Linked DNA regions of Mus musculus: regions 1, 2, 4, 5 and 6 are each linked to region 3. Evidence: chromatin contacts called from public ChIA-PET, HiChIP or PLAC-seq, Micro-C and promoter capture Hi-C data. All regions are on one chromosome and are shown on one strand. Each heading gives the region's core, a stretch centred on a gene start, on an enhancer-like site or on the middle of the called end of the contact. The rest is flanking DNA. Distances are from core to core; before and after follow the strand shown.

Region 1 (3,947 bases), core at 1,291-3,790, 530 kb before region 3:
AGAAAAATGAAGACCAATAACAGCAGCTAAGCAACTTCAATCAGCTTTAAAACCCAAGCAACTTGTGAATCAACCATAGATTAAAAAACTTAAATGTGTGAACTGTTTAAAAAAAAAAAAAAAAAAAAAAGGAAAAGTCTACTATTGACAGCTAACAAGTGATCCCACATTTCTTTCCTCTAGCAAACCCTCTTGATGCAAAGCAAGTTCTAGTATTACAGGGTGGCTCTTAGGCTCTTTCCCGGGCTAAAATGATACCCTGAGACATGGATTCCAGTTCTTACAAGGGGTATTTCTTTTCTTTTCTTTTCTTTTCTTTTCTTTTCTTTTTTTTTCTGTTTTACATTTATTTATTTATTATTTTTATTGATGTGTGTGCCAAATGAGTGCACTTCCCATGAAGGCCAGAAGAGAGCTTGGAGTGTCCTGGAGCTGAAGTTACATACAGCTGCTAACCTGTAGCTAGAAGAGTTGCAAGTGTTCCTAACCACTGCACCACCTTTCACGAAAGATCCCTGAGAAAATCAGCCCTTGCTTAGATTCATGCATCAGAAAGTTCAAATTGAACTGGATGAAATGACAAATACCTGTAGACTGAGCTACTTAAGGGACAGCAGTAGGAGAATCACTAGAACCTACAAGTTCAAGGTCAGCCTTCAAAAAAAGTGAAATACTATCTCAATGAAAGGAAACAAAGTAGTCAAATTCAAAAGAGAAGGAAGAGATGAAGAGGCACCAAAGTGGAATCCCAGAAGCTTCACGTTATCCTCACTGTCCTCAGTCGGTACTAGAGCTAATGCCTCAAGTATTTGAATACAAAAATCAATGCTTTCAAGTCTTTTTTCTAAGTTCTCATAAAAGTTGATCTTGTTTCTAGTGTTTCCTTTGGCAGCATTCTTCTACTATGACTGTATCGACTCTCAAAATCTATCTTCATGAAGGTTATTAGGAACACAGATTTTATAACTACTGACATTTGAATTTCCACACCTTTTCTGTCAGCTAGGACTGCTTAATAATAATATGTGAAGAGCAAATAAAACTAAACAAATGACTACAAAATACCAACATTCTTATTAGCACCATCCTTCATCCCTTACAAAACACCCATTCCTATTTGCAGTATCCTCTATTATACTTTTGGGCTTGTTTTTCTTTTTCTTTTACTTTTTGAGGTCAGGTTTCAAGTAGCTTAGGTTGGTTGGCTTCAAACTAAATCTATAATCACAGCTGTCCTTGAACTCCTGATCCTCCTACCTCTGCCTCCCAAGTTCTATGATTAAAGACACTACCCCAATTCCTGGCTTTGTTAGATGATGGCCTTAGTGCCAGGTTTCCATGGATTCTTCTGCACTATTGCAAATTATATTCCTTGCATACTGATCTTCTCTTCCTTCCTTGGAAAGAAGATAAATAGAACCAGAGAATAGAATGGAATGTTGAAGTTTATTTCTATTATCTTTGCAGCAGACCTGTTATCACAAATTGGCTAAAGAGAACTAGTGGGTCCCTTCATGAAGGATGGGATGAGAAACTCAAATTTAGAGACATTCAAGGGTAGTCCCACATCCAAAAATGGCAATGACCATATTGATTTATACATACATTATGGTGATAAAGTCTCTATAATTAATGCCTGGAATAAAACCCCAATACGAAGAGAACAGGAACAACAACAACCTAAGCAATATGACACAAGTGGAAAAGACCAACTGAGATCTGGTAACTTTGTTAAGGGAAGAGAAAAACAAGGACCAGATTTAAGAATGGTAGTGTGGCTTGGGGTAGTGATGCGTACTTGTTATCCAAGCACTGGGGGGAACTGATGCAGGAGACTTGTGTCATGAGCAGTCTGGGCTACATGATGAGACCTCGTCTCATAAAAGGAAAGAAGGCTCACCTGGTTCTGCAATAGTCTCTTAATATTTTGGAAGCCAAGAGTAACAAAACGAAATGGTTGGTTCGCTCGGTTTTATGAAATGCTCTCAAATAAGATTTTGTAAGCAAAAGTGTAATTTATCATTATTGTATTCCTCTTATCACCGAGTAACTTCATTCACATCCCAACCACTTCAGCGAGGATTCTCTTAAAAGATGATTAAATGTAAAAAGTAGATGACCTGCCCAAGGTCAGACAATTTAAGGGGACGATATTCCGTGTGTGGGGACTCTCCCTTTCCTAGGCACGAGGCAGCGAGGGTGACAAGTGGAGGGGGCGTGGCACGAGACTGGCAAGCTCGCCCTGGGCCGGGGAAAGAATTGACAGTGAGGCGCCGCAGGGACTGCTGGGAAAGGCCTGTTCGCAGAGTCCTAGGCCTAAACGTCCGCACGCAAACACCTTCCAGCTCTGCTTTCCCTTCCGCTTTCCTCAGCTCCCTACGTGCGTGGAATCTGCGTTACCTTTCCCAGGGTTCCGCTCATTCTCGACCACAGCGGCTTCTGAGCAAACCGAAGATCCACCCTAGCAATCACGACCCCAGGCGTCTGGAAACAGGGCCGGAAAGGTCTTCATCACGTCCGTCCACCAAATCCTACCGAGACGCTTTCTGCTCACGCAGCATCTTGGTTCCGGAAGTTTTTAAAACCCAAGGGATAAAACTCTCCCCAGATTCCACCCTCACCCCAGCTCCTGTCACCTTCCCTGTGATTTCTCTGGGCAGTATGGATTGCCGTCTTTGTTACCGAGTGCTTTTCACATAATTTTGGTATCTCACCTATGAGACTACATATTATTTAATGTCTCTCTTCTCTATTTTGATTGAATTCCTTTAGGACACAGATCCTGTCTGGTTAATTTATTCCAGCGTCTCGTATGCAAATCTTGACTTGTTACCTCGACTTTGGAGCTGATTAACCCCAGGTGAACTTTCCTAGCGTTCCATATCCTCATAGTAATTAAGAATAATTATCTTTTATTGAGAGGCCATGATGTGCAATACTTTTCGTTCAGTAGCTCACAGTTTTTTTTTTCTTTTTTTGTTTTTGTTTGCTTGTTTGTTTGTTTTGGTTTGGTTTTTTGAGACAGGGTTTCTCTGTAGCCCTGGCTGTCCTGGAACTCACTTTGTAGACCAGGCTGGCCTCGAACTCAGAAATCAGCCTGCCTCTGCCTCCCAAGTGCTGGGATTAAAGGCATGCACCACCAAGCCTGGCTTCTTCTTCTTCTTCTTTTTTTTTTTTTATTAGATATTTTCTTTATATACATTTCAAATTTCAAATCTATCCTGAAAGTTCCCTATACCCTCTCCCCGACCTGCTCCCCTACCCACCCACTCCCACTTCTTGGCCCTGGCATTCCCCTGTACTAGGGCATATAAAGTTTGCAATACCAAAGGACCTCTCTTCCCAGTGATGGTCAACTAGGTCATCTTCTGCTACATATGCAGCTAGAGACACGAGCTCTGAGGGTACTGGTCAGTTCATATTGTTGTTCCACCTATAAGGTTGCAGACCTTCAGCTCCTTGGGTGCTTTCTCTAGCTTCTTCATTGGGGGCCCTGTGTTCCATCGTATAGATGACTGTGAGTATCCACTTCTGTATTTGCCAGGCACTGACATAGCCTCATATGAGACCAGGGTCCCTTCATCAAAATCTTGCTGGCATATTCAGTAGCTCGCTTTATTCCTCACAAGCCTCCCGGAGAGAAACTGCTCGATTTTACAGACAAAGGTCTCTCAGGGTAGACCAGGCTGGCTCTGAATTTGTATTTGCCTCCAAGGTGCTTTGATAACAAGCTTAGGCCACTACACTCAGCTACCAACTATTTAATTAGCAATACCTTTTGCCAGTCCTTTGATGGAATCCTGGGAACACAAAAATGAATAGCTTGTGGTTCCTGCCCTTAAATGGCACATTTAAATCATTACAGAGCAATAAGAAATTCATGTCACCAAGATAGGCATATAAACTCTGTGTACAGAGGGAGTACCTGAGGCATACAATAAAGTCAG
Region 2 (3,666 bases), core at 863-3,362, 860 kb after region 3:
CCTAGGTCTTCAGACCAGATCATGCATATCTCCTGAGCCATTGTGTCTTTTTGTACATGGTTATTAAAAATAAATCCAATCACTGGGTGTGGTGGCACACACCTTTAATCCCAGCACTTGGGAGGCAGAGGCAGGCGGATTTCTGAGTTCGAGGCCAGCCTGGTCTACATAGTGAGTTCCAGGACAGCCAGGGCTATACAGAGAAACCCTGTCTCAAAAAAACCAAAATAAGTAAATAAATAATAAAAAAATAAATCCAACCATAAAAACATACATACAGTGTAGGAAGTCCCCAAGTGATTGTCCCCAGTAATCCACTACTGTTACCAGTTTAATATTGGAGGGATTGAGATTTGAAGTGTGCCTATAAAGTAAAAGCCGAGAGAGGAACTGGTGGGGAAAAGGCGGTCACACTGAAGGTACCATCCTGTTCCAGGAGGAATATCTCTAGCTTCTTTAGCACTGGTAAACCTTCTGCTGGGACACCCTGGTGACAGAGACCAACCTTTGTGAAGCATCCACTAGCACCTTCTGTGCTAAAAGTCAGTGTGTTGGGCACCTTGCGAATGTTACTGAGTTCATGCTTGTACTCTTAAAGCAGAGGAGGCTATGCTTTCATCTAGGAATCTGAGGAATCCTTGCCAGGGTTATGTAGTTAGCTGCAAGTGATTTGTGATATGTATGTAAGATAGTCACTTTGTGGCTTAGCTTCCTCATGTCTACAGTTGAGTGGTAGGGCTGGAGAGATGGCTCAGCGATTAAGAGCACCTGACTGCTCTTTCCGAGGTCCTGAGTTAAATTCCTAGCAACCACATGGTGGCTCACATCTGTAATGGGATCCAGTGCCCTCTTCTGGTGTGTCTGAAGACAGTGACAGTGTATTCACATAAATAATAAGTCTTTTTAAAAAAGTCATCTTAAAGTTGAGTGGTAATTTACCTGCTTCATAAAGAGGTGTTGAAGCCTAATGAAATGATGCCCAATAGGTCAGTAGGATGGTTTGAGGCATGTTAGTAGGTTCTTAGTAAGCATTAGCTACTATCTATTATATCCTGTTTCTTCTTCAGACCCCCATCTCCTCCTCACATGTGATTCACATATGCCATGTACTTTCTTCCCGGTACAGTTGCTCCTCCTAGTTTTGTCTTGTTTGAGATAGGCTGTTACTCTGCCTTGGCTGGGCTGGAACTCTAGTAGTGAGTGGATCAGGCTGGCCTTCTGCTCCAACCTCCCACTTGCCAGGACTGTAAGCACACAGCACCATGGTGGCTTTGAGTCTCCTGCTTTTTGTCAGCTTCTTTCTCCTCAATGCTTCTCATTCCTCTTTTAACTATTCTCTACCATCCGTGTCCTCAACACCTTCCTATCTATTGGGTAGCCTCCTAGCTCACCTTGCTGCCAGAGAACCATTTTGTCAGGTTAATCTGGCTCATACCACAGCTCTCTGTTAAAACCATCCCAGATCCTTTATTTGAATCCTTGAAGTTCAAGATTTCCCAATTCTGACCTCAGTTCACCTTTGACACCTGGTCTCTCACTGCTACCACACCTTTCTGCTTTCTTCTCCCTTTCCCGAGAGGAAAAATTTGATTTTGTGCTTGAAGATCCAGATTAAAATATTACTTCAGTTTTCTAATCCTTCCCTCATCTAAACTGGTTAGTTTCCTTACATCTTTTATATGAGTTAACATGTACCATCTTGGGATAAAACTTGTAGTCACTTCTGATCTGTGGAATTGTAACCCTAGCTCAGACGTTGGGTATAATTCTTGTATGGGTATTAACAATATTTAATAGCAATACATTACACATACTTCATTAAATGTTTCTAGTTGTAAAGTGAGGGAATTCCTTTAACTATCCCAGGAGGTGTCCAGTGGGTGGCAACGCTGTCGAGATCTTGTCTGAGTGTGACATTTCTTTTAGTCATATAGTTGCAGCAGACTCTGAGGATGATGAGTCCCTGTGCCTGTTGAGGGCTCTAGCCAGCGCCTGCCATACTCAGAACTGTGCCTTGGCCCCTCGGCCCCTCCCCACAAATGCCCACAGGAACAGCGGATTAGGTTCTGGCAGCACAGCTGGGATTTTGGCGGCCATTCCAGTCAACAATAGCGCAGCTATCGGGACAGAAGAGCGAGGCCTACGCTCCGCGGCTAGAAACTGCCTGGGCCGCTCGTTTGGGTGGAGGAGTGGGAGGAGCAGGCACACAGCATGGCATCTTGGCCTTGCTACGCAGAAGGTAGGGGCTGAAGAGATTCCCTGCGGAGAACAGGCTAGGGTGGCCAAGTCCTAGGGCGGGCAGGCGGGCGGGCAGGCAGGGCGCTCTGAGGAGGCCTGCGCTTTGTGTGGCGGGGAGCCGGCGGGCGGCCGTGCGCCTGCAGACACGCCCCCCTCGCCGCGCCGCAGGAAGCTGCCCCTGTACAAGGCCTGCGCCGTGCGGCTCCCCTGCGCTCGGCTCCCAGGCTTCCTCTGCGCCGGGCGCCTTTCCCGCCAGGGGCTGGCCGTGGGTTCGGCGGCTCTGGGCCTGCCCGATAGGGCTGGTCTCGGAGGTGGACAGGCCGTCACTGCTACTGCCTTAAGCCCTGCTGGAAAGCAGCGAAGGGGGAGTGTCCTGGCCATCTCAGGTTGGTGAGGCCGGCCACCGCGGGTGCGTTTTTGTGTGTTTACGCCACAGCCTCCAGCCCTTGCTGCGCGTGCTCTCCCTTCAGCAATGGAGCCTGCGGGCTTGCGCCCTAGCCACTCTCCCCGCCCCCGCACGTCCTGCTCAGTTTTTAGGGCACGGGCAGGCTTCACCTGGGTCCTCCTGGTAGGCGTCGTCCCCCCCCCGTCCCCCCCCCCCGAGCTCTTGGCTTCGCTGTTGCTCCCAGACCGCGCGGAAGCTCGCTGTGCCTTTAAAGAAAGCAGACTCCTGGCTGTGACGCACTTCTGGCTGTCAGCCAGGAAGATTGCTTCTGCCTGGCCGACTGAGAAGAAACCCAACAACTTTTCTTTTGTGTGTGGGGTTACTTTCCACTGCCCCCCCCTACCCCTGTCCTTTCAAGATTTAAATGCTAATGGCGGATTAAAACCTGTAGATACGTTTGGCTTTAGGAGTCCGGTAAGGCCCCCAGCACTAAGACTTTTTCTCCCTCACTCTTTCTCGGGTTAGTTTTGTTTTGTTTTGTTTTTTCAAAAAAATGGACGAGAGGGTGGGGTGGTTCATCCCCCTCACCTCCCTTTGCTGCGCCATCCTTAGAGGGGAGGGAGAGGAAAGGGAGAGCAAGTAAACACTGAGAAACAGGCGCTGGCCCTGCGCAGAGCTTGCCAACATCCGGGAGTTGGCGCCTTTCTTTCCCCTCATAGATGTCAGCGTGTTTTTGTTTGGAGGGAGTAATGTGTGCGCCTGTCCTAGAGCTATAGAGACGGCCCAGTAGAGGGCTTCCCTGTTTCCTTGTGTGGTCCTAGATGTTTTTGCGGTGTTGGACAATGAAAACGTGTCTTTTTTTATTTTTTATTTTTGTCAGCTGCCAGGGATCTGAGTGTGTGAATGTAGTGGTTGGGGATAGGTGCTGATGAACTGCCCCAGAGGGCTGTGTATGTGCGCTTGCGCAGGCACTTCACACAGTATCTGCCTGTAGGCCGCAGTCTAGTTCATGATTGCAACTTTTCTGCTAACATTTTTCCGAT
Region 3 (3,520 bases), core at 813-3,312:
ATACCCTAGTGTTTGGTGTAAGCTTCACATAAAGCAGGGTGGCAGCAAATATTTTACCAATGAAGGAATCAGTGAATGTTTGTTCAGTATTGACCATCTGACAGTGGTGAGGCTGAGAATAGGGCCACCTCCCGACCTCTAGTGGTTGTGCTTCAGAGGAGGTCAGGACTCTGGGTTCCCATCCACTCTTCCCTTGCCCCAGGCCTTCCTTGATCTGAATGAGGACACTGGTGGCAAATGGATGGCTTCAAGGAAACCAGAAACAGTAGAGTAGGCTTTGTAATTTATACACAGCTCTCAACTCTTGACTCCTCATCTCATCTGTTAGCATGTAGGTTAACTCAACATAAAACACCTGGGTAGGAGTTCATCTTCTGGTCACAGAGCCAGTAGGTTATCTGGTAAGTAAGTCATCCTGGTCTAGTCCAGTCTCATGGACTTCCTTTTTGGCCTGAACTGAGTTTCTGAGAACAGCTATCTGGGACTGCAAGTACTGAATGAAGTGGGGGAGGGGGGAGATCCAGCTCACACTGTGGCTGCCTGTGGAGCTGTGGCTCAAAAATAGTGCCTAGGAACGAGGAAGAAGGTTTTCTACTATTCCAAGCAACCCAAAGGGAGCCTGATACTCCTTGGGTGGTCTGGACAGAGTGAGAAGGTGCCTGATAGGACCCTGAGGAGAAAGAGCATTGTCATTGCCAGATGAGGTTGAGTTTATTCAAGTAGTTCAGGACAGGCAAAGTGAGTTGACCTAGAAGTCCTCCCTTCCAGACAAGGGCTTCCTTCAGAGGCTTCCTCCATGGCCCTTGCTGTCTCCCTATGGTTCTTAATCTCACCTAATCCTTTCCTCTGCCATGCTAGTGATGAACTCAGGGCCTCTCTGGCTGCTAGGCATGCGCCCTAACACCAAGCAAGATACCCCTCCTCACACTCAGCCCTTGGGATTCTAGGCATGCCATGTGACCTTGAGAATGGCTCCAATTCTCTGCGGACACCAGCCTTCCTATCTGTGATATGGGAGTGACCGATTCAAGAGATTTTCATTCTTTTCCTCAGTTGACTCCACGAGGTCTGGCTAAGTACTCTGGAATAGGGCATCCATTCCTTTGCCTGGCAATTTTAGGTTATTTCACCTGTCCTCCAATGGCATAGGTCTGGCACCTGCGGCTAGTTGTAAAAGGACTTGTTCATGCTAAATTTCTCAGTGCACGTTTAGCTGACTAGGAGGGAGGGTACGCTGAGGGACTGAGAGAAAGCAAAATCCCGAATCCTCTTAGGTACCTCCTTCCTTATTGCAAACAATCCCACTATGAGCCTAGCCCCCCTCGACTCCTGCCAAATTCCCACACAAACTGTGCAGCCGCAGATGCAGGCGGGAGGCGGGGGCGGCCTGTGCGCGTGCGTCGGAGCAGAGTCCTCTCCCTCCCACGTGCGCGCTCCCGGAGGAGTCGCGCGCCCCAGCGGGCTGGCGGGAAGGCGCGCGGGAAGCCCCCAGCTGCCTGCTCGGTGTGGGGGGAGGGAGGACGGGAAGCGTCCGGAACGTTCCATCGTCGGAGAGAACTGGGGTAGTTCTCGAGTCCCGTTCCCGTCCCCACCGTTCCCCTCGGCCGAACAATCCGTGAAGTTTCCCCCTTTCTCACACCGAGATCCGGAGCCCCGTGGCGCGGCCTGGCTAACCTCCCCCCCTCCACTCTGAAGCAGGCGGTGTGGCCGGGAGCGCATCCCCTCTGCAGCCGGAGCGGGGCGCTGTGGCGCGCGCCAGGGGCCGGAAATTCCCGCGGCCTGAGTGGTTGGCGGAGCTCTAACAGGGGAGCGTGGCGCCGCCTTCCTCCTTCCCGGGCCGGGCGGGGGCGTTGGGCACCGCGAGGGCCGGGCTGCCCGAGTGGGTGGGGGGCCGCCGCGTCAGCCAGCTGCAGCCGGGCCGCGGCAGGCGGCGAGCGCGGACGACGCGGCCGCTCCTCCTCAGCCGCCCGGCGAGCCGCGAGCCCCCCCCCCCCGGCGGCCCCCGCCCCCTGGCCGTCTCCGCCTCCTTCCCTCACACACCCCCCGGGCCGCCCGGGCCCCAGGCCTTCCCGGCGCTCCTCCTTCTCTCCACACTCGCTGCGACCCGGCTGCTCCTGCCGCTCGCCTGCCTCGCAGCCTCCGGGCCGATTCCTCTTCCTTCTCCTTCCCAGGCTCTCCTTTCACACACACACAAGCGCGCGCCCTGGCTTGCTGGGCCGCCCCATTTTCTCCAACCCTCCTCACCCTCACAGTCCTTTAAACGCCGCCGTCAGGGGTGGGCGGAGGATTGATGTCCCTTCAGCATCATGCAGCCGCCGCCGAGGAAGGTAAGGGCGCAGCTGGCGGGGGGCTTTGGAGATTTGGGGGGTGGCGGTGCGTACAAAGAACGCGGCTGGGGCGACCGCTGCGCCCCCTCCCCCTTCCCGCAAGGGACCGTGACCACTCTAGCTTCTTGGCTTGTCAGAGTTGCCGCCCGCCCCAAGCAGGGGGTCGCGTGTACGGGGTGTCTTTCTGACGGAGGGGCGGCCAGTGCTCCTCAGTACTAGGGAGGACACCTCCCTCCCCCCGAGACACTCGCTGGAGTTTTTTTTTTTTTTTTTTTTCTTTCGGGCATGCATGTGTGTGTCTGTCTGCATGGCAGTGCTGCCCAGAGCAAAGTGCATTCTCAGAGCTGTATGGGGGAGAGGCGGGGGAGCCCCTGCAGATTTGCAGAGCCTTGTGCGTGACGGATTGTTTAGTCTGCGCCAGGTTCGAGCCCTCCAGTCGCTTGTCGACACTCCACCCATTGGCAAATTCGCGGGGGGATTTGTTTCAAGTCTCGCCTCAAGATTTGGCCTTTTTTTCCCCCCACGGGGCTGCGGAAAAGAAGTTGGAACGGTCTCCGCCCTCCCACCCCAAGGGAAAGCAAATTAAGGATTGACGGGTCCTGCTTAACCCCCACCCCCCATCCCTTTTGCCCCGCCTCGGGCTAGGGGGCCAGGAAAACAGCAGAGCTTCCAGTACGAAATCCAGAACCTGGCGTTGCATGGTTTGAGCACTACGGTTGGGGTTTGGATGGCCTGGGTGGCAGTGACGGTGCTCTGGGGCTGCCAGCAACTCGGCTGCTCCCTTCTACACCTTTCCGCACTGCCAAGGCTGTGTCCTTGCCTTTTTAAATCTTTCAGATGGATACTAGGTATCTACTCTGAGCAGTGGGTAGAGACAGTTACATCCTTCCCTTGTGGGCAAACATTTGCCTTATGAGTAACTCATCATCTATGCTTCCCTTTCTTTTCTCTTCTTAATCTGATTTTTTTGCCCAGTTACTGATCCTCCCCCTTTCCCCCTGCACGTGTACCCCACCTCTCCATGTAGCTTTGCTCTGGTGGTCGGGATTCCACCACGATCACACACCAATTGAAATCCCAGGGTCCGGCCTGGCGAGGATGGCTCCAGCCAGCTGGCTTTGGCGGTTCTCTCTGTTTGAAGTGGGCTGCCACCCGGCCTGGCTTGCTGGGTTAGTTTAAAAGCCCTGCATATG
Region 4 (3,645 bases), core at 677-3,176, 530 kb after region 3:
CATTTGTTTGAGGCAGGATCTCACTCTATAACCCCTCCTGTCCTGGAACTCACTACATAGCATAGACTGGCTTTAAATTCATGACAATTCCCCTGCCTCAGCATCCCAAATGCTACCCAGAACCTGGTGGCCAGTTAGAGTAAAGAAGGTAGATAAAGTAGGTGTGGTAGCTAAGAAGGCAGAGGACAGAGTATGTGGTTGAGGTCAGGCAGGGGTAACTGCAAAGAGGCCTTGATGAGAGAGCTCAGGGTGTCAGGCCCCACCTTTGTTGAGAAAAAGAAACACACAAAGGTGCAGAGAAAACGAAAATTGAAATGTAGGCGCTCCTGTGGCTTTAGTCGGGGCAGGTGTGGTTAGCAAGGGAAGTGAAAGGGGCTGAGTGACTGGCAGCCCAGCTTTGAGGGAGAAAGACAGCTTGTGAGGGTGAAGGACAGCTTATGAGGGTGTTGGAGGCCCGTCTCTGGCCAGGAGTCCTATTCCAGGGTCCCATTCCAGGGTATGATGAGGGGCTGTCTTGGTTAGGGTTTTACTGCTGTGAAGAGACACCATGACCAAGGCAACTCTTAATAAAGGACAACATTTAATTGGGGCTGGCTTACAGGTTCAGAGTTTCAGTCCATTATCAAGGTGAGAACATGGCAGCATCCAGATAGGCATGGTTCAGGAAGAGCTGAGAGTTCAACATCTTCATCTGAAGGCTGCTTGCTAGCAGAATACTGCCTTCCAGGAAGCTAGGATGAGGGTCATAAAGCCCACACCCACAGTGACACAACTCCTCCAACTGGGCCACACTGTCTAACAATGCCATTCTCTGGGCCGAGCACATACAAACCATCACAGGTAACATATACCTATTAATCCTGCTACTCATGCTGAGGTAGGAAGGTGCCATGAGTTCCAAGGCAGCCTGGACCACAGGGTAAACTCCAGGTCAGCCTATGCTAGAGTGATACCCTTCCCCCATTTTCCAGTAAAAGGATCAGTAGTTCAAGGTCATCCTCTGTGACATAAGAGATTCAAGGTTACATGAGGTCTTGTCTCAAAAATCAAATAAACAAAACACGAAGATTTTGGGCATGAGCAGAAAGGGATAGTGATTTACTAGAAAAACACAAAAGTTCTCACTGAACCCAACAAGGAGTACAACCTGAGGGTAGCTTTTATCTCTCAGCCTGCATGGCAAATGCCACTGTCCCACGAATCCCTTCCATCAGTGTTGCAGAGGTCACAACCCAAAGAGACCAAGACAATTATCTCTTGTCCTTATCTCACTTTGCCAACTCCTTACATTTCTATCACCCAGAGAGGGTGCCCAGTAGTAGGGAAAAAGCACTGTGAGAGAGTCAGAGGGAGACACTTTGCTTTGCAGCTGCTGGATAGTCTGTCAATAGTCATATCATGAGAAATACTATGAACTCTGGCTGCAGGTTGTAGCTAGGAATCTTGAACTGGGAGCTGGACACAGAGGACACAAGTAACTGTATTGTCACTCCAAAGTGAGCATGAAGTAATGTGTGGTTTGTGTCTGTGGAGACACCTAAAATTATACATAAAAGGAGAGGAAGGAGACGACAGGTGTGCGCCCTGGGCAGTAGTGAACAGGCTGGGTGACTGTTTCTGTTTCACCAATTTCCCTTATGTGAGAACATCTTGAGATGCCAAACATTACTTCTCAAACTCTGCTGGCAGAACCCAGTCCTATGGCCACACACTCCTGCCGGGAAGAATAGAGAGGGAGCCCCAGAATATGCCAGGAAGGCAAAGAAAGAGGTTTGGTGAATGTGGCGGTTTAAGTAGAATGGCCCCCATAGACTCTAGTGTTTGAATGCTTTTTCACAGGGAGTGGCACTATTAGGCCTTGTTGGAGGAAGTGGGTCACTGAGGGTAGACTTTGAGGTTTCATGTGTTCAAATGAGACCTAGTGTGGCACACAGTTCCCTTCATCTGCCTGCAGATCAAGATGTAGATCTCAGCTCCTTCTCCAGCACCATGTCTGCCCAACTGCCACCATGTTTCCCACCATGAGAATAATAGACTAAATTTCTGAAACTGTAAGCCAACCCCATGTGTTCCTTTACAAGAGTTGCCTTCGTCATTGGGTCTACTCACAGCAATAGAGACTCTAACTAAGACAGTGTACATGTGGCCACTCTCTGCCACCAAGGCCTTTGATTCTATCCAAATGGCTTCAAAATCCTTTGGATTCCAGAAAGCCAGCTCTGTTCTCTGTCCACCATTTCCCCCCTTCTGGATAACAGTACCCCAGAAAATCCTAGATCTAACCTGGGCACAGGAGGCCTAAAACTTGCTTGTCCTTGTCTATGTTTGTGGTCTGGTTCTACACAGCAGTGAAGTGGGGGGGGGGTGTTCATTGCTGGAAAGAGGGGTAAGCTTCCTACTCAAAGAGAGAAAAGAAACACAAATGGAAAAGTAAAGAATCACAAAATAAACAACGTGTATTTCCCAGCTACACCAAAGAATCAACAGTATGCATACAATCTCTAGGCTCAGAATGGAGAAGCAGCTTCGCTGTCTAAACCTGCAGCACCAAAGACGTACTTATTGTCCAGCTCTAAATGAAATGAGAGGAAGAAAGCAGAAGAAATGTCATTCTACTCAGAAGCTAAACTCTCATATACATACATATACATATGTATATATAGGAACACACACATGCACTCATACTAGCGTGCTTGTGTGTGTTCCTGTGTGTGTGTGTGTGTGTGTGTGTGTGTGTGTGTGTGTGTGCATTCCACAGGCTTCCAATGTCCGCCATAGGTTCCAACCATTGTTTGCTAGTTGTTGTAAGGGTACTGTTTATCCAAGAGTCAAAAACAATATAAGGATATGATAGGGAAAGGACTGACATTTATACTTGAATGAACATTAGGCTCTGATGGAAAATAATGCAAAGTGGGCATTGTTGTTTACTTTATAATCAGAGCACTGAGGAAGCTGTGGCATGAGGACCATGAGATCCACAACAGCTGGACTACAGACTGAGACTTTATATCAGATAAAGAAAGAATAGAAGACATGTAAAAAATTCATTACAGCCAAGAAACATGTTCTATACCTACATTGCCATCATCAGATGGGTAAATAAGAAATGTGTGGGTCAGGAGATGGCTCAGGAGATACCCTGCAAGCCTGCAGACCTGAGTTTGAATCCTCACAGCACATGTTAAGAAAAAAAAAAAAAGGCTGAGTGGTGGTGGGGCAGGCCTTTAATCCCAGCACTCGGGAGGCAGGAGCAGGTGGATCTCTGTGAGTCTGAGGCCAGCAGCCTGGTCTACAGAGTGAGTATCAGGACAGCTAAGACAACACAGAGAAACTGTGTCTAGAGGGAAAGAAAGAGAGAAAGAAAGAAAGAAAGAAAGAAAGAAAGAAAGAAAGAAAGGAAGGAAGGAAGGAAGGAAGAAAGAAAGAAAGAAAGAAAGAAAGAAAGAAAGAAAGAAAGAAAGAAAGAAAGAAAGGAAGGAAGAAAGAAAGAAAGGAAGAAAGGAAGAAAGAAAGAAGGAAGGGAGGAAGGGAGGGAGGGAGGGAGGGAGGGAGGGAGAGAGAGAGAGAGAGAGAGAGAGAGAGAGAAAGAGAAAGAGAAAAGAAAAGAAAATTGGAGCATGCCTGAGAGTATCTATAACCCCA
Region 5 (3,539 bases), core at 868-3,367, 790 kb after region 3:
TTGTTTCTCTCACTGGAACAAAAGCTGCCACCACAGGAGGGTCTATTTGTTCACTGATGTATATTCACTGCTCAGAAGTGATGCACATATATTTGGTTTTGTGGGTTCATTTATTTTCTATTTTGGGACAGGGTCTCTTTATGTAGCCTTGCTGGCCTATAATTCACAGATATTCTCTTACCTCTGCCTTCTAAATGCTGGGGGTTGGGCGTGGGGGCGGGGCATGTGCCGCTTCACCTTCCAAGATGCCATACTTGCAAACCCCAGGAAAAGATTCTTACAATATTTCTGTGTTTTTAAAGAAACCAACATTGTCACTACATCTAGTTAACAATTTTTTTCTGATGCACATTTATTTGGTGTGCAAGGCAGCAGAGAACTGCTACAGTGTGCACATGCAGGTCACAAGACAACTTGTGAGAGGCAGCTTTCTCTTTCTACCATGTGGGTCCAGGGATTGAAGTTGGGTCCTTGGTTTGTTAGCAAGTGCCTCTACCCACTGAACTATCTCACTGTCCGTTATTTTTATTTTTAAAATTTGCACCTGTTTTTGTGAGAGACAGGGGCTTATACATTTCAGGCTGGCATTGAGCTTGCTACATAGCCCAGTCTAATCTTGAACTTCACATCCTCTTGTCTCAGGTCCCTGAGTGCTACAATTTTAATAAGCAGAGCTTGCTAACGTTTGAAAACGTTTGAAGCTGAAGCTGACCTCTTGGGCCATACAATCAGATTTGATAGGAAGCACATACGGAACCTCTTGAACAGTTCTATCTCATCACTCTTCACCAGAGCCAAGAACAGGAGGAAAACCAGGCAGATTATCATGCTAGTTACAGAAGAAACAGCGTAGACAAAGAATGTACAGGCCTGGGGAGATACCTTAGGGGTTAAAGTGCTTGTTGTAAAAGAAGCCAGGATTGGTGTTTGGGTCCTCAGAACCCACATGATTGCTGGATGGTTATGGCAACCAGCCTGTAATTTCTGTAAAGACAGAGAATTCTCAGAGAACCTGGATAGTCAGACCAGCGATAGCAGGGACTTGTGGTATTGAATAAGAATAAGATAGAAGAGCAATTGAGGAAAATTCCCAGCATCACTCTTGGGCCTACACATACATACACATGCATACACACACACACACACACACACACACACACACACACGATGTTCAAACACACATATACATAAGATAAAATTTTAAATAGATAAAAAAGAGGCCAGCGTGGTGTTACACAGCTTTAATACCAACAGGAAGACTTCGAAGCCAACCTGGTCTAGATAGTGAATTTCAGGCCAGTTAGGAATACGCAATGAAACCTTGTCTCAAAAAAGAAAAGTAAATATTATGAATATGATGTAGTTCCATGACAGAGGCTTGTCTAGCATGTTCAAGGTATCCTCTCAGAAAGAAAAGAATGGATGCCGGGCAGTGCTGGCGAATGCCTTTCATCCCAGCATTTGGGAGGCAGAGAGGCAGAGGCAGAGGCAGAGGCAGAGGCAGAGGCAGAGGCAGAGGCAGGTGGATTTCTGAGTTCCCTGTCTCGAGAAACCAAAATTAAAAAAGAAGAAAAGAGGGGCTGGTGAGATGGTTCAGCGCTTAAAAGCATTGACTTCTCTTCCAAAAGTCCCGAGTTCAAATCCCAGCAACATGGTGGCTCACAACCATCCGTAACGAGATTTGATGCCCTCTTCTGGTGCGTCTGAAAAACAATTACAGTGTACTTACATATAATAAATAGATCTTGGAGGAGTTGGAGGAGGAGGAGGAGGAGGAGGAGGAGGAGGAGGAGGAGGAGGAGAAGGGTTCAAACAGAAAACCGAGTCTGAGAGAACAGAAGGGAAGAAACAGATGTTTCTTGGAACGCAGCAGCACACACGGCATCCACACAAGCGAACATTTCTGGAAACCATACTATTTCGAGGAGATTAACACGCAAACACCGCCGAGTGGCAGGAGGGCGGGACTAGTCGAACGCAGGCGAGGGGCTAGCCTGGAGAAACCCTGCCGCTGGAGATTCAAGGAGGAGCTGACAGGTAGGCGGGGCAAGCGAGGGTCCTCCCCCAACTAGTACGTAACTAAAGTACATCAACATCACTTCCGGCTCGGTGTTGAAGCGGGAAACAAAAGGAGACGCAAGACGCATGCGTTAGTGAGTCCCGGATTCTGGTGGGTTCTTCCGCTCAGACCTGGGGAAACGCTTCCGGGTCGCCGCCGGCTGCCGGCTCTTGGCGCGGTAAGTGCGGAAACGAGACTGCTGCCGTTTCCTTGCTTGTTCTTTCTTCCGGCTTCCAGAGAAACCCAGTTCCTTTGACTCGCTTCCCTAGCAGTTCATTTTCCCCATTTTTACTCTTAAAGACATCCTGCTCACTGGCCGTTTCCTAGAGTCTAAGCCCCACCCATCGCACATGGTCCGTCATGCATTGGTTTCACTTCCTGTCACCCAGCATTTCTTGCAGTTAATTGGCTTCGGCCAGGCCGCGCGCATTTTGCGATTAGCATCCCTATAAGGTCAAAATCCTGACGGAGACCCGCCCCTGCCTCCTTCCTGTTGGTCAATCTCGCAGTCATTATCATAATGAGCAAAGAATGGGCGGTGGTGGGTAGAATTTTAGTATATAAAATCTGTCAGTGCTTTCGGGATCGTGGTGGACGCGCCTTTTTTTTTTTCCCCCATCACACGGACCTGGGGGGGCTTTGGTCTAGGGAATGACAGCGTCTAGTTCTGCGTGGGTCAAATTAAGTTGGAACAAAAGCTAGAGTAGGGCCGGGTGTGGGGGCTGGTATACGCCTTTAATCCCAGCATCCGGGGGCTGAGGCATGCGGAGCTCTGTGAGTTTGGGACTAGCCTGGTCTATATAGAGAATTCCACGACAGTCAGGGCTAAATATTGTAACCCTGTTTCATTTACTAAAAATAGGGGGAAACACCAAGGTAGACACCAACTCTATTTTTTCCTGTGCCCTTCCTACAGTGCTGGGCCAGGATCCCTGCCTTGCGTAGGATTTAAGCCCCCATCGAGTGTGTGGCCAAAGTCAAGCTCTACATGTCACTGGGTTTGTGAGCCAGGGCGTTTTAGTTCAGCTTCTTGGTGACCTTCCTGGTCAGCAGCTTCAGCCCACAGAGTTGATTTTGTTCTCTTCCATGTTAGTTCATTCTTCATTTGTTTGTTATTTACTCATCCCTCTGAGAATTTCTTTTATCCTTGGTTGTGTGTACTGCAGTTTGACTGGTTGGTGAGAGAGGTGGTTCATGTCCACACCATTTTGCACTGGTTGGATGTGACATGAATCAAAAGAGCAAAAAATAAGTTTTGTGGTGCGTGTGTGTGTGTGTATTTAAAATGAATTTTACTAGATCTCTGCTATTGCTAATCTTGTGCATAATCACAATGCCACATTCCATCTCTGGCTCCCAGTCTCTTCTCTCTTTAAGCAACATACAGCTTTACTCATTATTTTCTTTGTTTGTCGTAATAACTGAGGATGATATAATTTTAATTATCCCCATTCTTACAGATGAGGAAACTGAGGCCCAG
Region 6 (3,606 bases), core at 176-2,675, 730 kb after region 3:
AGAAAGTGCTCCAGGCACAGCAGGAAGTGCTCCCCTGTATCCTTCCTCCACCCAGCGATAAAGTCAAGGTCTCCCCTGGAGACAGGGCTGCAGCCCCACCAGCTACAGTCACCCCACTACCACGATTGCCACCACAACCAAGGAACACTCGGCGTGTGCCCGCCCTACTCACAGGACGCAGAGTGCGAAGGCCCCCGCCACGCTCTCGCTATCTCGCACCAGGAAGCTGCCATCGCGGCCCGCCCGAGCCAGGAGCTCCTCCGCAGCAGCGCGGCTCAGGTCACGGTGATACCAGGCTGGGGCCGGGCTGCCTAGCGCACCCCCGGGACTCGGTGTCCCACACACTGAGGCCATGGCCCACGCAGGGCTCAGCGCCGCCGATGCCTGCCGCTCCGCGCCATCCGCCCGGGGAAGCTTGAAGTCGAGGTTGGGCCCGGGTCCCGGGACTAAGGATCCACCAGCCCGAGAGAACCCAGTATGTGGGTTCCACGCTTGGCCGCGCCAACCGCCTGGATCTCCGCGCAGCCGCCGCCGCCCGCAGCGCCGGCCTCAACTTGAAGAGAAAGAAAAGTTTGTTCAGAGGCGGCGGGGGAGGGGCGGGAACGGAGCTAGGAGCTGGCCGGTCCCCTCCCCCTCCACTCGGCCCAGAGCCCGGGCCGCCCCTGCCCCCAGCCTCTCTCGGCAAGGACGATGCTCCGACAGCCCTACAGGACCCGCAAGACCAGCACCTCCCAAGTCCCACAATTATTTTGTCCCCCCACCTCAAGAAGATCCAGTTCCCCGGTACCCGCTCCGGGACAACTTGTGAGTCCAAGTTCTCGCTGGTGAATTCAATCCTTCCAACGATTCGCAATGAGATGACCCCTAATCCCTATGCAAATCTGATTCTACTACACACATCTCTTCTACTCGGCACCCCCACAGCCTTGCGGGATCAAGGTTCGGAAAGCAAGGCTCCAGGATAGACATCCACAACTACTACAACATCCAAGAGAACAAGTTCTCGTAACTCCTATAAGGTCAGAGGCCCCTTCAGACCTGAACCCCCCAAAACGATTCCTGACACATCCCACAAGATCCCAAAGAGATCCGATACCCCACCCCACACATACGCGCGCGCTCGAGGTGCCTTTCACGCACCGGTCCCCGCAGGCCCTCCAGCCTGGCAAAACCCTTCCCCCATCTCCACCAAATTGCCTGGCACCACGCCCCACACCCGCAGGCCCAGGTTTTGCAGTCCCAGACCAGGAGGACCCCCTCGACTACCTAGAAAAAAAGTTCCCTCAAGTCTCAGAGCCTCAACTACCGAACGCAGGCCCCACCTCTAGGGCGACTCGGGTTGACTCCTAGCCCGGGGAAGCCTCCCTGGACTCCCCGCGGCCACTTAAGATGGCCATCCGCCGCCACCGCGCACCCCGCGCCTTCCGCCCCGCCCGCGCCCCGCCTCGTCCGCCCGCGTCCCGGTCTCCGCCGCACGCCCGCAGAGTGACCTCGGGACAGCCTTGGCTCTTCAGTGCGCCCGAGCTTCTCGCTTTCGATAACTGGGGTAACGTTACGAGGGCGGGCTCATTGGGGCTCTGCCTGTAAAGCTCAGGGCCTGGCATGCAGCGTGCGCTCCGGGACGGCGGCTATTTTTATTATTAATTAAGGAGTAACGAAGGTGACAGCTGTGTAAACTGTAAAGCGCGACTGGGGACTGAACGGGTATTATTAGCACCGCCCCCGCTCCGGCTACTCCCTCCAAATCAACAAACTTGCGCTTCCGTGGGCCAGGTGCGAGCAGGGAGCTCCTAAGACTCTGGCTGCTAAGACCTCCCATCCACCGACCCCTGGGGCGGAAAAGGGGACCCGGCGGGAGAAGACGGGGCGGAACCCAAACAGGGCTTTGGCCCGCCCTATTTCCCCCCTAAAAAAAGACCTGGATGGTGGTGGCGTCTCCAAGGATTTCTCTTCCTGCCCCGCCCCTCTGCCCCCTGGCTCCTTAAAGGCGCAGGCCTCTAGCCGCTTGCCTACAACCACCAACTCCTAGAGTCTGTCAGGAGCATCCCTTTAACCTGGGAGAGAACTTTCGCTCTGGTAAATTGAACCTGTTGACCGAGCCTGGGGTCAACCCTGAGGAGTTTCCCTCTGTTTAGAGGATAAGCCAATTTGCATTGGCTTAACCCATCTAGAACAAAGCCTGGGACGTGACGGGTCTGTAGGGACCTTCCAGAACAGATAAATACAAAAACAGAGATCCTCCACCCACCTACCTGTTTCTCCTGGTCCTGCCAGGGCTTAAATAAAGTAACATCCTCCAATCTGTACCCAGCTCCTCCCGCCGGGAATGGAGGACGCCCACCCCAGATCCCGGGGGTGTGCAGTGGGGTCTTACTTTCCTATGCCTGTATTCCCGACCCACAGGAGGCAGAAGCAAATGGAACTCTACCTAGTTGTAAGCCAGCTTCCTTGGTCTAGACTTCCAGCCCATCCAAGACTACATAAGAGATGTGGCCTCAAAGAAAGAAAGGAGAACGAGTTGGAGAAAAGCTGTCACGACCCTCCAAAATCAATATATTTACAGCTTCCTGAGAGGACGGCGATGCTAAAGACTGTGTCATTGGGGTGAGATGGCTTAACAGGTAAAGGCGCTTTTGCCAAGTTTGAAGACTTTGAGTTGAACCCCAGGGACCCATGTGGTGGAAGGAGAGAGCTCCTGCATGTTGTCCTCTGACTTCCACACCTGTGCCAAGTCATCCATGCAGCCCACACACCTAGGCACACACTCAGAATAAACACAAATACAATTTAGCCGAAGGCTAGAGGGTGCTTCTGCCTCTGGGAAGCCACTAATAGTTTCTTTGGCTTCATCAGTAGGATACAGCACTGGGCGAAATGCAAGCTTTTGTTTCTTCTGTATCTTCCAGATTGACTTCCTAATGGACTATCCTCGTCCAAGGGACCCCAACCCAGTCAATCTATATCATAGTAGGCAGTGTGAATTTTTACCCCTTTCTCCAGAATCTCTGCTGGACTCCCGTTTCCAGCTTCCCCTTTGTAAGCTGAGAACAGAGCTAAGCAGACACATGATGGGAATAGGGAATGTGTTTTGTTTTTGTTTTTTTTTTTAATTATTTTATTTATTTATTTAATGTATATGAGCACAATGTAGCTGTCTTCAGACACATCAGATCCCATTACAGATGGTTGTGAGCCACCATGTGGTTGCTGAGAATTGAACTCAGAACCTCTGGAAGAGCAGTCAGTGGCCTTAACCACTGAGCCATCTCTCCAGCCCCCTGAGATGTATTTTTGTTTTTGTTGGACTCAAGCTCTCCAGGCAAGCACTCTTCCAACTGAGTTATGTTCTCAGCCCATGATGGGATAATGCTTGAGAATGATATAATTTAAAAATCCTGGATCTTCCTGTTATTTGAGAAGCAACTAGATTCCTACAGGCTACTGAAGCACAGACGCTCGGTTCATCCACCTTCTAGGAGGAGGGAACTTACAATGAACATTTGTATAGTGATGGTGAGTTTTGAAACACTATTTACTCTGACTGGAAAGGATCTGTCCCCACCCACTCACAAGCTCACAGTGACAATAATTCATTAGGCCCAGATG

What was found. Promoter capture Hi-C pulls out the DNA fragments that hold promoters and counts their contacts. Hi-C and Micro-C count contacts between places; a contact is called where the count stands out from the background. ChIA-PET counts read pairs in DNA pulled down with a chosen protein or histone mark. HiChIP or PLAC-seq counts read pairs in DNA pulled down with a chosen protein or histone mark. Capture Hi-C pulls out chosen DNA fragments and counts their contacts.
Region 1: a contact with region 3 is called in a promoter capture Hi-C map of neutrophils, with 4 times the contacts expected there. The contact joins the promoter of Mrpl48 here to the promoter of Fchsd2 in region 3. A contact is called at or near these places in 1 of 39 promoter capture datasets (neutrophils) and 1 of 115 datasets of contacts at active chromatin or transcription factors (memory CD8 T cells).
Region 2: a contact with region 3 is called in a FOXA1 HiChIP or PLAC-seq map of pancreatic cancer cells. The contact joins the promoter of Numa1 here to the promoter of Fchsd2 in region 3. A contact is called at or near these places in 2 of 115 datasets of contacts at active chromatin or transcription factors (memory CD8 T cells and pancreatic cancer cells).
Region 4: a contact with region 3 is called in an RNA polymerase II ChIA-PET map of memory CD8 T cells, with 8 read pairs. The contact joins the enhancer-like site here to the promoter of Fchsd2 in region 3. A contact is called at or near these places in 4 of 39 promoter capture datasets (embryonic stem cells, hippocampal neurons and stem cell-derived epiblast-like cells) and 3 of 115 datasets of contacts at active chromatin or transcription factors (large pre-B cells, memory CD8 T cells and pancreatic cancer cells).
Region 5: a contact with region 3 is called in a promoter capture Hi-C map of adipose tissue. The contact joins the promoter of Anapc15 here to the promoter of Fchsd2 in region 3. A contact is called at or near these places in 1 of 39 promoter capture datasets (hippocampal neurons), 2 of 484 Hi-C or Micro-C datasets (both in embryonic stem cells) and 1 of 9 other capture datasets (adipose tissue).
Region 6: a Micro-C map of embryonic stem cells shows a contact between it and region 3, with 8 times the contacts expected there. The contact joins the promoter of Inppl1 here to the promoter of Fchsd2 in region 3. A contact is called at or near these places in 2 of 39 promoter capture datasets (hippocampal neurons and liver) and 3 of 484 Hi-C or Micro-C datasets (all in embryonic stem cells).

The regions. Positions count from the first base shown.
Region 1 is chr7:100,580,590-100,584,536 of GRCm38.p6, forward strand. It overlaps Mrpl48 (mitochondrial ribosomal protein L48), which reads right to left and starts at 2,541. Exons shown (of 8, transcript NM_198831.3): 1 at 2,401-2,541. The coding sequence starts at 2,421. It also overlaps the pseudogene Cox20b.
Region 2 is chr7:101,967,731-101,971,396 of GRCm38.p6, forward strand. It overlaps Numa1 (nuclear mitotic apparatus protein 1), which reads left to right and starts at 2,113. Exons shown (of 25, transcript NM_133947.3): 1 at 2,113-2,239.
Region 3 is chr7:101,106,713-101,110,232 of GRCm38.p6, forward strand. Fchsd2 (FCH and double SH3 domains 2) reads left to right here and starts at 2,063. Exons shown (of 20, transcript NM_001146010.1): 1 at 2,063-2,327. The coding sequence starts at 2,307.
Region 4 is chr7:101,634,400-101,638,044 of GRCm38.p6, forward strand. No RefSeq gene overlaps it. Among named protein-coding and RNA genes, the nearest start is that of Clpb, 28 kb to the right of the region's middle. Within about 2 kb of position 1,927, at least 24 of the 459 cell types and tissues checked have an H3K27ac peak or open chromatin away from gene starts, as enhancers often do. A contact at or near this core is called in memory CD8 T cells, where this site is marked.
Region 5 is chr7:101,894,214-101,897,752 of GRCm38.p6, forward strand. Anapc15 (anaphase promoting complex C subunit 15) reads left to right here and starts at 2,118. Exons shown (of 6, transcript NM_027532.4): 1 at 2,118-2,237; 2 at 3,520-3,539.
Region 6 is chr7:101,836,399-101,840,004 of GRCm38.p6, forward strand. Inppl1 (inositol polyphosphate phosphatase-like 1) reads right to left here and starts at 1,426. Exons shown (of 29, transcript NM_001122739.1): 1 at 1,323-1,426; 2 at 173-553. The coding sequence starts at 354. Gm10602 (a long non-coding RNA gene) reads left to right here. Exons shown (of 2, transcript XR_003946663.1): 1 at 1-1,019; 2 at 2,404-3,606. It overlaps Folr2 (folate receptor 2 (fetal)), which reads right to left. Exons shown (of 5, transcript NM_008035.2): 5 at 3,590-3,606.